Linked DNA regions of Mus musculus: all the other regions are linked to region 1. Evidence: chromatin contacts called from public Hi-C and promoter capture Hi-C data. All regions are on one chromosome and are shown on one strand. Each heading gives the region's core, a stretch centred on a gene start, on an enhancer-like site or on the middle of the called end of the contact. The rest is flanking DNA. Distances are from core to core; before and after follow the strand shown. Region 1 holds the start of Agbl2 (ATP/GTP binding protein-like 2). Region 2 holds the start of Celf1 (CUGBP, Elav-like family member 1). Region 3 overlaps Celf1 (CUGBP, Elav-like family member 1).

Evidence for each region. Promoter capture Hi-C pulls out the DNA fragments that hold promoters and counts their contacts. A called contact is a pair of places that touch in the nucleus more often than the background predicts.
Region 2: a promoter capture Hi-C map of hippocampal neurons shows a contact between it and region 1, with 3 times the contacts expected there. The contact joins the promoter of Celf1 here to the promoter of Agbl2 in region 1. A contact is called at or near these places in 2 of 39 promoter capture datasets (embryonic stem cells and hippocampal neurons), 1 of 484 Hi-C or Micro-C datasets (embryonic stem cells), 2 of 115 datasets of contacts at active chromatin or transcription factors (embryonic stem cells and memory CD8 T cells) and 2 of 9 other capture datasets (adipose tissue and macrophages).
Region 3: a contact with region 1 is called in a Hi-C map of cerebellum, with 1.6 times the contacts expected there. The contact joins the enhancer-like site here to the promoter of Agbl2 in region 1. A contact is called at or near these places in 4 of 39 promoter capture datasets (the 3T3-L1 cell line, hippocampal neurons and liver), 13 of 484 Hi-C or Micro-C datasets (the G1E-ER4 cell line, Th1 cells, cardiomyocytes and 7 more), 2 of 115 datasets of contacts at active chromatin or transcription factors (embryonic stem cells and extraembryonic endoderm stem cells) and 4 of 9 other capture datasets (adipose tissue, embryonic stem cells, liver and 1 more).

What each region holds. Positions count from the first base shown.
Region 1 is chr2:90,781,265-90,784,161 of GRCm38.p6, forward strand. It overlaps Agbl2 (ATP/GTP binding protein-like 2), which reads left to right and starts at 1,463. Exons shown (of 18, transcript NM_178755.4): 1 at 1,463-1,496; 2 at 2,312-2,409; 3 at 2,722-2,861. The coding sequence starts at 2,762.
Region 2 is chr2:90,938,558-90,941,662 of GRCm38.p6, forward strand. It overlaps Celf1 (CUGBP, Elav-like family member 1), which reads left to right and starts at 1,840. Exons shown (of 14, transcript NM_198683.2): 1 at 1,840-2,084.
Region 3 is chr2:91,017,109-91,020,506 of GRCm38.p6, forward strand. It overlaps Celf1 (CUGBP, Elav-like family member 1), which reads left to right. Exons shown (of 14, transcript NM_198683.2): 14 at 1-2,389. Among named protein-coding and RNA genes, the nearest start is that of Gm13777, 12 kb to the right of the region's middle. Within about 2 kb of position 1,468, at least 23 of the 459 cell types and tissues checked have an H3K27ac peak or open chromatin away from gene starts, as enhancers often do. A contact at or near this core is called in adipose tissue, cerebellum and cortical neurons, where this site is marked.

The DNA of each region.
Region 1 (2,897 bases), core at 213-2,712:
CGTTCTCTCTAGAGTACTAATCTGGCCTGTCCCAGCTTAATTGAGGGATTGTGGGCCCAGCTTTTATGAGTCAATTACTCTTTAACTTTTTGTTAAAGATTTCTTTACATATATGGATGTTTTGTCTGCATATACATCTATCTACACCAGAAGAGGGATCCCATAGGACTATAGTTGTGAGGCACCAGGTGGATGCTAGGATTTGAATTCAGGAAGTGCAGCCAGTGCTCTTTGCCTCTGAGTCATCTCTTCAGCTCTGAGGTTTGCCCTTAAAATAGCACATCTTTACTTTTAGACAATAGGGTCATTTAGTCGATGGAGACTCACACAAGTCCTTGAACAAGTCTCAAGTAACAGTGGGGCTCAGCTCTGAAAGCTCTTCCAGATGATCCAAATTTGGTTTCCAGCGTCCACAAGACCACATCGGGTCTCCCACTCTAGGGAGACCTCTGACCTCAGTGGGCGGGCACCTGCACTCACAACAAGCACACGGATTAAAACAATGTTTAAAAATCAAGGCTGGGGGGCTGGTGAGATGGCTCAGTGGGTAAGAGCACCCGACTGCTCTTCCGAAGGTCCAGAGTTCAAATCCCAGCAACCACATGGTGGCTCACAACCATCCGTAACGAGATCTGACTCCCTCTTCTGGAGTGTCTGACTTACATATAATAATAAATAAATCTTTAAAAAAAAAAAAACAAGGCTGGCTAGATAGTCTAGAAGGTTTGTGTTTGCCTGGCACTTGAAACTCATGCAAAGGCAGAAGGGAAGAACTGACTCCATAAAGTGTACACATGTTCCCCTGCTCATCCTGCACATGCAAACAAGAGTGAAGGGGAGGCGGCTGGTGAGGTTGTTCAGGGGCTAAAAGCACTTGCTCTTTGAGCAGCACCCACTTAGCAATTCAAACAGCTCACAACTGCAGGTAACTAGCTCCCTAGGGATCTGAAACCTAGCCTCCAGGTGAACACACACACACACACACACACACACATTTTTTTAAAAAGGAATAATTACTATTTTAAACCAAATCAAGACAAGGCAGGGATGGGGGAAGGACATTTTACGTTTGTCAAAGGGAGAAGAAATGAAGTAAACTAGAATGAACCTGATTCCTTCTCTCTAGGACTGACCTCGTGTTCTCCTAGTGTATCTGCTCTTTTTAAATAACTCTTGGCTGCTTGCTACATACAGTTCTAACCCTCACCAGCCCCCAAAGGAATAGAAGCTTCAGGCCCTTGAACAAAGTAAATTACCTTTACAACTACCGAAAGTAGAAATATGAAGGCCCTCGGCACTGTTCTACTCATCAGTCCCCAGACTGTGTCTGTAAAGTTTGAGATGAAATTTGAATCAGTAAACCGTTGGAATGTGAAACGCAAGTTGCCTGACATCCCAAGGCTCGCAGCTTACAGATGAGGGCGGGGTCCTGCCCTCCTTCCGCTTCTGGCTCCCGGTTGCTAGGCTCCCAGGGTCCTCGCAGAAAACTCCAGCAGGTGAGCTGAGGGACTGGGCCTGCGAAGGAGCGCCCTAGCTGGCAGGGGACAAGCAGGGGATCCCAGGCAGGAAGGGAGTGAGAGGACAGGAAGTGCAGGGGGGCGAGGAGAGTGCCGGGGGGGGGGGGCGGAATGGGGAGAGGGGGGCAGAGGGCGAGGAGGGCAGGGGGCAAGGAGCTTTGGGACGGACAGGACTCCAGGCTGGCCTCTGCAGAAAGAGTGAGAGTGGAGAGATGGAGAAGCTCCTGCAGCGTCCACCCGGCCTGGGGACCAGCTGCGGGGAAGGGGTAGCCAGGCAGCGCGGTGTCACCCCGCGGGCTCCGGTGGAAACTTCTGCTCTGTCCTTCCTTGGGCTTGCCTCTGGGCAGTCCACACTCCGAGGCAGGGCGCTCAGAACTGAACGTTTCCAGGGCTCTCGCTTCCGACCCCTGACCTTTCCTTTTCAACTGCTCTGAGGCGACTCTGCGCGTGCCCCCAACCCGGTTCCTTTCCCTTTTCTGCGGCGTCCTGGTGTTGGGCATCTGTTCTCAGCGTAAACTAAGCATGGGGCCAATGAGGCTCCTGGTGAATCTAGTGGACCAGGCGTGGGGACACGCAGAGCGCCCCAGCTCCTCAGGTGTGTGCTGGCAACCACCATCCTCTCCTTTCGTAAGACGCCGGCTTGGCAAGAGTTTAACCCCCGAGTGGTTGTGGGTGTGAAAGGGCAGGGTCTGCAGATTTGGTGTTATTTGTTGGCGGTGGTGGTTGGTTAGGTTTCTTTTCACTTTTCCTACGGGGATTTGTAACTTCTGTGTAATCAGCTGTTTGGAAATCAGGCAGATATTGCAGCTGGGTACGGTGCTACTAACTCGCCTACATCATACTATGCGGCAGTAACATGTTCCCGGCGTTGGAAACAGAACTAAAGCCGGAGGTTGGTACACTCTTTTTCCGATAACTTCGCAGAAACCCAATCCAAGGTCAGAAGGTTCACTGTGGTGGCATGCTGGTCCAGCTGGAGGTATATTTGGGGCGGCGGAAGGATGGGCTTTTTAGCCCCGGTTGGCATGGAACTCACTCTGTTGCCCGGACTACCCTTGAACTTGAGTTCTCCTCCTACCTCTGCTTCCCTGGTGCTGGGAGTACTAGTGTTTGCCACCAGACCTGTTGGAGATTATGATTCCCAAAATAGAATAATTCACTATTTGCCTGGCGTTTGCTTGTTTTGTTCCCGTATCCTATGCAGCGTGTTTGGTGCTTTTGGTTAAGAAGTCAGTGTCATCTGAATGAATGTCCTGCTTGAGATGGCTTTTCTTTCACAGACTCTTCCTGATCCCTATGAGGACTTTATTCACCATCACCTCCAGTATTATGGATATTTCAAAGGTAACACTTCCTTCTCTCCAGCATCCACGGGTTGAA
Region 2 (3,105 bases), core at 590-3,089, 160 kb after region 1:
GCTGAAGAGATGGCTCAGCAGTTAAGAGCACTGACTGCTCTTCCAGAGATCCAGAGGTCCTGAGTTCAATTCCCAGCAACCACTGTAATGGGATGCCCTCTTCTGGTGTATCTGAAGACAGCTAGAATATATATAATCTTTTAAAAAGAAAAGAAAAAAGTACAGGAGCAAAAAGTTGTTCTGTTCTGCCCCTGACTGACATAGTTTTGGATCCTGAACCCCGCCGTCTCCCTGATATATCAGCCTTTGAATAAAGTTGAATAAAGAAACATTTTGCTGGCTCAAAACTTGGTTTTCATAGTGGATTATTCCCAAATTCTCAGACCCTAACAACGCAAACATTATTTTCATCATTATCCCTCCAATGAAATAAATTCTCTGCAGTAACCCTAACGACTCTTAGAAATCTTCCATTACCAGCAGGACTAATTTTTTCTCCTAACAGTTATTTTTTTTGCCAAGAGTCTTATTCAAGAACTAGTTAAAAATACCAGTGTTCCATCTTTCATAACCACTCTAATTTTTCCTAACGTATCCATCTATATGCAACTAATTCAAGTTACATCTCTAACTCCATTCCCATCAATCAACAACAAGAAGGTAGAAAACCAATTTGAAAATTGGAACGAACAGGCCGGGTGTGGCGATACACGCCTTTAATCCCAGCATTTAGGGGAGGCAGAGGCAGGCGGATCACCAAGTGAGTTTGAGGTCAGTCTCAGTAACAAGAGGGAGTTCTAAGACAGCCAGAGCTACACAGAGAAACTCTCAAAAAAACAAAACAAACAAAAAAAAAAAAAAACAAAAAACAACCAAAGCTTTACAGTACAATTTAGGTAATTTGATAATGAACAACCTAGGGGCTAATTGTTTTGATCTACATGATTGTTTGTGCCTCTAGCACAGGGGAAAACTCTTGGCTGCTGCTTGGGGCAGGGGTGGGGGCTGCCTTAGTGAGTGTGGTAGGGTAGGGTAGGGTATAACCGGCATTTGTGGATATATATTTTGCTTTAGGAAGCTAAGTGATAAAGAGAAATAATTGCCAACTCATGAGTAATTTGTAAATTGATGGAGCCCTGACCTCCCAGAACTAAGTTTTCTCAATCTGCATTTCATTGTCTCACATTTCACTGACTTTGTGTAATAAACAACACACTTAATGCGTGAATCCAGCTAGATGCAGGTTAGGAATACCGAATCCTAAAAGGGGGTGCTGGATTCGTAAAAAGTGTTTTAATTGTTATTTTTTTTCCCAAGAAGAGTAGGTTTGGACTGGGTAGTCTCTTAATAGAATACTTAAGAGCTTTCTGGTGCCGCAGGGATTTTTGCCAGATTGCGCATGCATGCAGTTGAACATCTCTGTACAGGCACTTCCCTAACTCTGAAAGCTTGCAACACACATTCCATCAGAAGGAAGGCCTGGATACAGTTGTCTGTATGCTGATGTGCAAAAAGAAAGGGTGTGCCCTGCGTCCAGTGTTAGCCAAGCACCCATCATTCATTCATTCATTCATTCATTCATTCATTCATTCATTCATTCATTCGATATTTATTATGTGTATTTTTCATTGCCAAGCTGCGTTGCTTGCCCGCCAGAGGTGCAGCTAGTGCGGTGCGCAGAGGCAAGAACTTCAGATTCCCAGGCCGGGGTCTTCCCTCCAGTGCAGCTCTGAGACAAAGAGATGCACCCCTACAGCTCCCAGGGCTGAGGGCTCCGCCCGCGGCCCCCAGGGTTTCAGAGCGACTGCTCCTTCACTCCCCGGCCGGAGGGGGCGCTGCAGCGCCGGCCCTCCGCCCGCCCCTGCGCGGCGCTCGGCTCGGCTCGGCGCTGGCGGGCGGCGCCGCGGTGGTACGTTCCCCTTCGCCGCCCGCCCCCTCCGCGGCGGCCCTCCCCGCCGGTGGTAGGTGCCGGAAGTGCCGCCATTTTGGGGTGTTCTGCTCTGGCGGCAGCGGCAGCGGCAGAGGCGGCGGCGGCGGCGGGACGCGGAGGCTCCCCCGGGATTCGGCCTCAGCAGCGAGGCAGCGGCGGCTGCGGAGGAGCAAGGCAGCAGCTGAGGCAGCGGCGGGCTCAGGTGCAGCCGCTGGTGAGTGCGGCGGCCGCAGGATAACGGGCCGCGGGATGAAGGGAGGGAAAGAGAGGGAGGCTGGAGGGAGGCGCCGCGGGGCGGGTCAGGTTCGGGCGGCTACGGGTCACAGGGCCCTCCGGGTGCGGTCGCTCCCGCTTCCCCGCACCCCGGGGACCAGGCCGCGGACTGCTCGGGACTCGGGGGCCCATTCGCGTCCGCCCGGCGCGTGCCCCTGCTCCCAGGGAGACCCGCCCTCCTCGTGGCCTGGCCCCGGCTCCCTTGCCCTTTGCCTCCACTCTCCCGGCCCCGAGGGCTTGCTTCCTGCACCGCACCCGAGTCCTCCTCTCCGGGTCCGCTGGGCGAGATCGCGGCTGTCTACCCGAGACGCCGCTTCCCTGACCCTGTCGCCCCACGTGTTCTTCGTGCCCACCCCCGGGGGTGTCCTAGATTCCCGCCCCTAGAAGGCAGCGCTCCTCTCGATCCTCCGGAGCTCTTGCAGTTCTCGCCCTGGGGCCGCTTTGGCTCGCCCTACCCCCCACATCAGGTGCTCGCTCGCCCAGTCAAGGCCTAGTAGCAGGGCTCGAATCTCGCACCCAGGAGCGGGGACGGCTCTGGAGGGTGCCTTCTTCGCTAGGTCCCAGGCTTTGGATTTAAAGTCGGTAGTGGTGTCTCGGTTGTGGTGGTTCTGACAGGATGTTGTTTTAATTTTCTCCGACCATTGCATATGCTTTTTAAGGAGCTTCTCATTGGTTTAGAGACTGATTCCGGGGAGAAAGTGTGAGATTTTGGTCAGAGCTTGGTTTAGCACAACAGAATCTCTTTCTGGTGCTCAGAGTTAATGCTGTATATAAAAGCTGTTGAACAGTTTTAAAGAGCATAGACTCTGTTGATAATGTCTGCATTGTTAGGAGGTTACAAACACCCTTTGCACACACTTAAAAGGAACTTAACCTTTAAAAGATCTCTTCTCTGTCTTCTAGTCTCTGAGTTGAAGAGGTTTGAATTGCACTTTTTCACTTTTTCCAGTTTGTTTCTTTTT
Region 3 (3,398 bases), core at 218-2,717, 240 kb after region 1:
CCGCATGTTGTTATTAATTTTTGTTTTTCTGAGTTCTCAACTGCAGAAAAATGTCTGAAATACACCCTTACCCCCATTCCCTTTTCACTGAATGCTGAGGTTTGGGCCCCAGCTAGCCTTTTTTCTTTTCCTTTTGTGGTTCTTCCTGAAGCAGCCCTGCAGGGAAGCCCTAGGGTCCCTCTTCCCCTCCCCTCCCCTCGGCTCAGCCAGCTCACACCCGTGCTTCTTCCTACAGTCTCCACAGCAAAATGTGATGCTTTCAACTTTTTTGGGTTTTGTATTCTTTTGCCTTTTTGTTTTGAATTTTTCCTTTCCTACTAAGATTATGCCCAGAAAAAACAAGTTGTGCATGTTTCCTGCTGTTTCTTCACACCTTCGTATGTATCACCTTCACCTCTCTGTTTTCTATAGTTTGTGCAAAAACTGACTGATTTAAAGGGGTTTCAAAGAAGATGTTTTAAATTGTTATGGGGTTGATTTTTTTTCTCAAGATTGTATCGTTTTATTTTGAAGTGGCAACTTTCTCCTCTATTGCCCTTAGAGTGTTTGCCTGTGCACTTAGACTGTCACTCTTTGTGGTGGCCTCCAGGTCTCAGTGGGGGATCCAGGAGGCTGGCTGCTCTGCTCAGGGAGTACAGGGGGCCAGAGGCAGAAGCAGAACCAAAGGTGGCTGTGGGTAGGCAGGATGCTTAGGGCATCAAGGCTAGATCACGGAGGGAGGGAGGGCAGGCGGGCAGTACTTCTGATTACCCAGAGGAGGCCATCGGTGCACTGAGTGGCAATATACCTGCCTGCCTGCGCTTTCCCTAGGTGACAAGCACAATAAATACTACAGTCTTCACACTGTTTACAGCTCTGGGCACCAACCACCCCGCACTGGCTCTTCACTATGGCTCTGCTCTTACTTAGCTAATAGAGTTGGGGTAAGGGCAAGAAACTGTTTTTAAATTGGGTGAAGAGCCAGATAGCTACTGTTCCCGGGTGCCAGGCCAGCCAGTTCTTTGGTTTCCTAAGGGAAACTTACCCTCTTCTCTTGTAGCACCATCCAGCCTCAGGGTCTTGGGGACTTGGAAGAATGTGAATAGAGGAGGAGAGGCTAGAGGAAATGAGTAGACAGGGATGGATCTGTGAAGAGCAGAGGCTGCAGGGAGGATTTTTGACAGATCCCACTGAGACTTAAGCACTGGTGGGAGGGAAAGTGGAAGCAAGGTTGTCCAGGAAAGGGTGGCAAGGTGCAGCAAAGGATGGGGGTGGGGAGAGAAGCACGGTCTGGCATCATCCACTCTCTGCCTGGTGTTGAAGGAACTCCAGCACAGTTTCTGCTCTGGGACCCCTACAGGTTGCCCAATATATTATGCTTGAGGCCACCTTACTAGGAAGAAATGGCAGCCAAGTGGGGGACTTAAGTATGCTGCTTAAGGTCCTGGAAGGGGTGGTAGGATGCCAGCGCCTAGCATGAGAGAGCCTGCTGTGTGCCCACAGTCTGACTGCACAGAGCGCCTCTGTCGGCAGGAGGTGCTGCGGTCCCCTTCCTGTGTACTGAGAAGCTGGGCTTGCCAATATAGTTTGCTTTCGATTCCAAGAGGAGCTCTGGGAAAACCTGTGGATAAAACCAAATGCCAAATGTTGGACATTGTTTCCTTTTCCTTTTCTCTCTGATTGTTTTAATTGTTCCGTAGTGGTTTTAATGGATTTGAGACCCTGGAGCGGCAGCTGCCTTTCTGATTTCCAGCTGCTTTTTGTGAATAATTTAAAAAGAAAAAAAAAAGAAACTTTACATTTTGGAGACAAACCTGTGTGAGTTTTTTATTGGTACAAACGTTGTATTTAACACTAGGGGTTTTGTACAGTTTTTTGCCTTTTCTACTAGAAAACAATGTAAAGTGATTTCACAATGTGAAGAGAAAAAAATTGCCACTATGACCAAACGCACAGTCTGTTCTGCAGCAACAACGGGATTCAATCAACTCAAAGTCGTGATTCAGCCGTAGAAATGCTTTTCTTGACCTTGTTTGAGCTTTCCTTTTTTCCTGTTTGATTTATAAAAGATGTCTTTTGTGTGTGAACTTGTGTTGTACTCTGTAGAAAATTATGGATTTTGCTTTAATGGTTTTTAAAAAAAAAAAAGGGCAAGAAGAGCCCGTGTCGCTTTTCTTACCTAATCACAGTTTGTGTAGTGGATTAAAAAAAGAAAAAGTTGTTAAAAGTTTGGAGCAAGGGAGTATGTGTTTAAAAGGACTCTCCTTCCTTTTTGTGTGTGTTTCCTTTTGTCCCAATGGGGAACCTAAATCTGTTTTAATTGCACAGACACACAGACAAAAAGTCATTTTGTATCTGCCAAGTGTGGTACCTTCCTTTGTTTATTTGCTATTAAACTGTTTGAGAAGAACTGTTTGTCTTCTGCGTTGTCAATTGCCCGGGAAAGGGGGGGAGGGGAGGGGATGGGATGGGATGGGATGGGATGGGATGGGATGGGATGGGATGGGATGGGATGGGATGGGATGGGATGTGGGTGACTTCCATGCTGACAGAACCTATTGATAATTCAGCTGAAGTCACACAGAGCTCCCGAAGGAAAAGACAGTTTCTCTCTGGAATGCTAGTTGTGTGACATGTCTGCATTCTACAAAGTAACCATAATATGGAAACACCTTGAAACACTTTGGTAGCTTTAATTTGTCCTCCCTCTTCCATTACAGCTGATGGCCTGTGTGAATCCTAGATCATGGCCTTCTCTTCAAGCCTTTAGTCTTCAGCCCCAAAAGTAGTTAGACCTTTAAGGTGCCTTAAGTTAATTCTTCAGGTATTCTAGATCATTCTCTAATGGAGCCTCCTGCCTAGGACTGCCTTTGAACTTCTGGGAGCTTGCAGTTCAGCTACTTGTGTCTAAAGAGGCAGAGACTCTGGCCGAGCAACAGCCCTGTCTCTGTCCAGTCCTTCACTACAGCTACCACCCTCCATGGAGACTCCTGGTACTGGGTGGTCCAGTCTTCACAGAGGTGAAGCCGCCTCTCTGGGCGCTAGAGCTGACTTGTGGGTGGAGCCCCTCTATTTGGGGTGGACCTGGTGGGTAGTGTAACTCAGGTATTTCCTGGACACTGTCCATTTGATAATCACATGAGGAATAACAGAGCTCTTGTCAACCACACTTGCCTTTAATTACTGTTTTTTAGGTCTCCATTTCTGCTCTTACCCCCTGCCCCCCCTCAAAACAGAATCCTGCCATGTAATCCCAGCTGACCTTACAGTCTCAGGAGCCTTTCTGCCTCAGCCTCCCTGATGCTGAAATGACTATCATGCACTTCCATGCCTGGTTTTAAGTGTGTTTAAAATCAGAAGTCTGGGACAGGGGATGTAGCTCAATGGTAGAATGCTTACTTGGGGTATGTGAGGCCCTG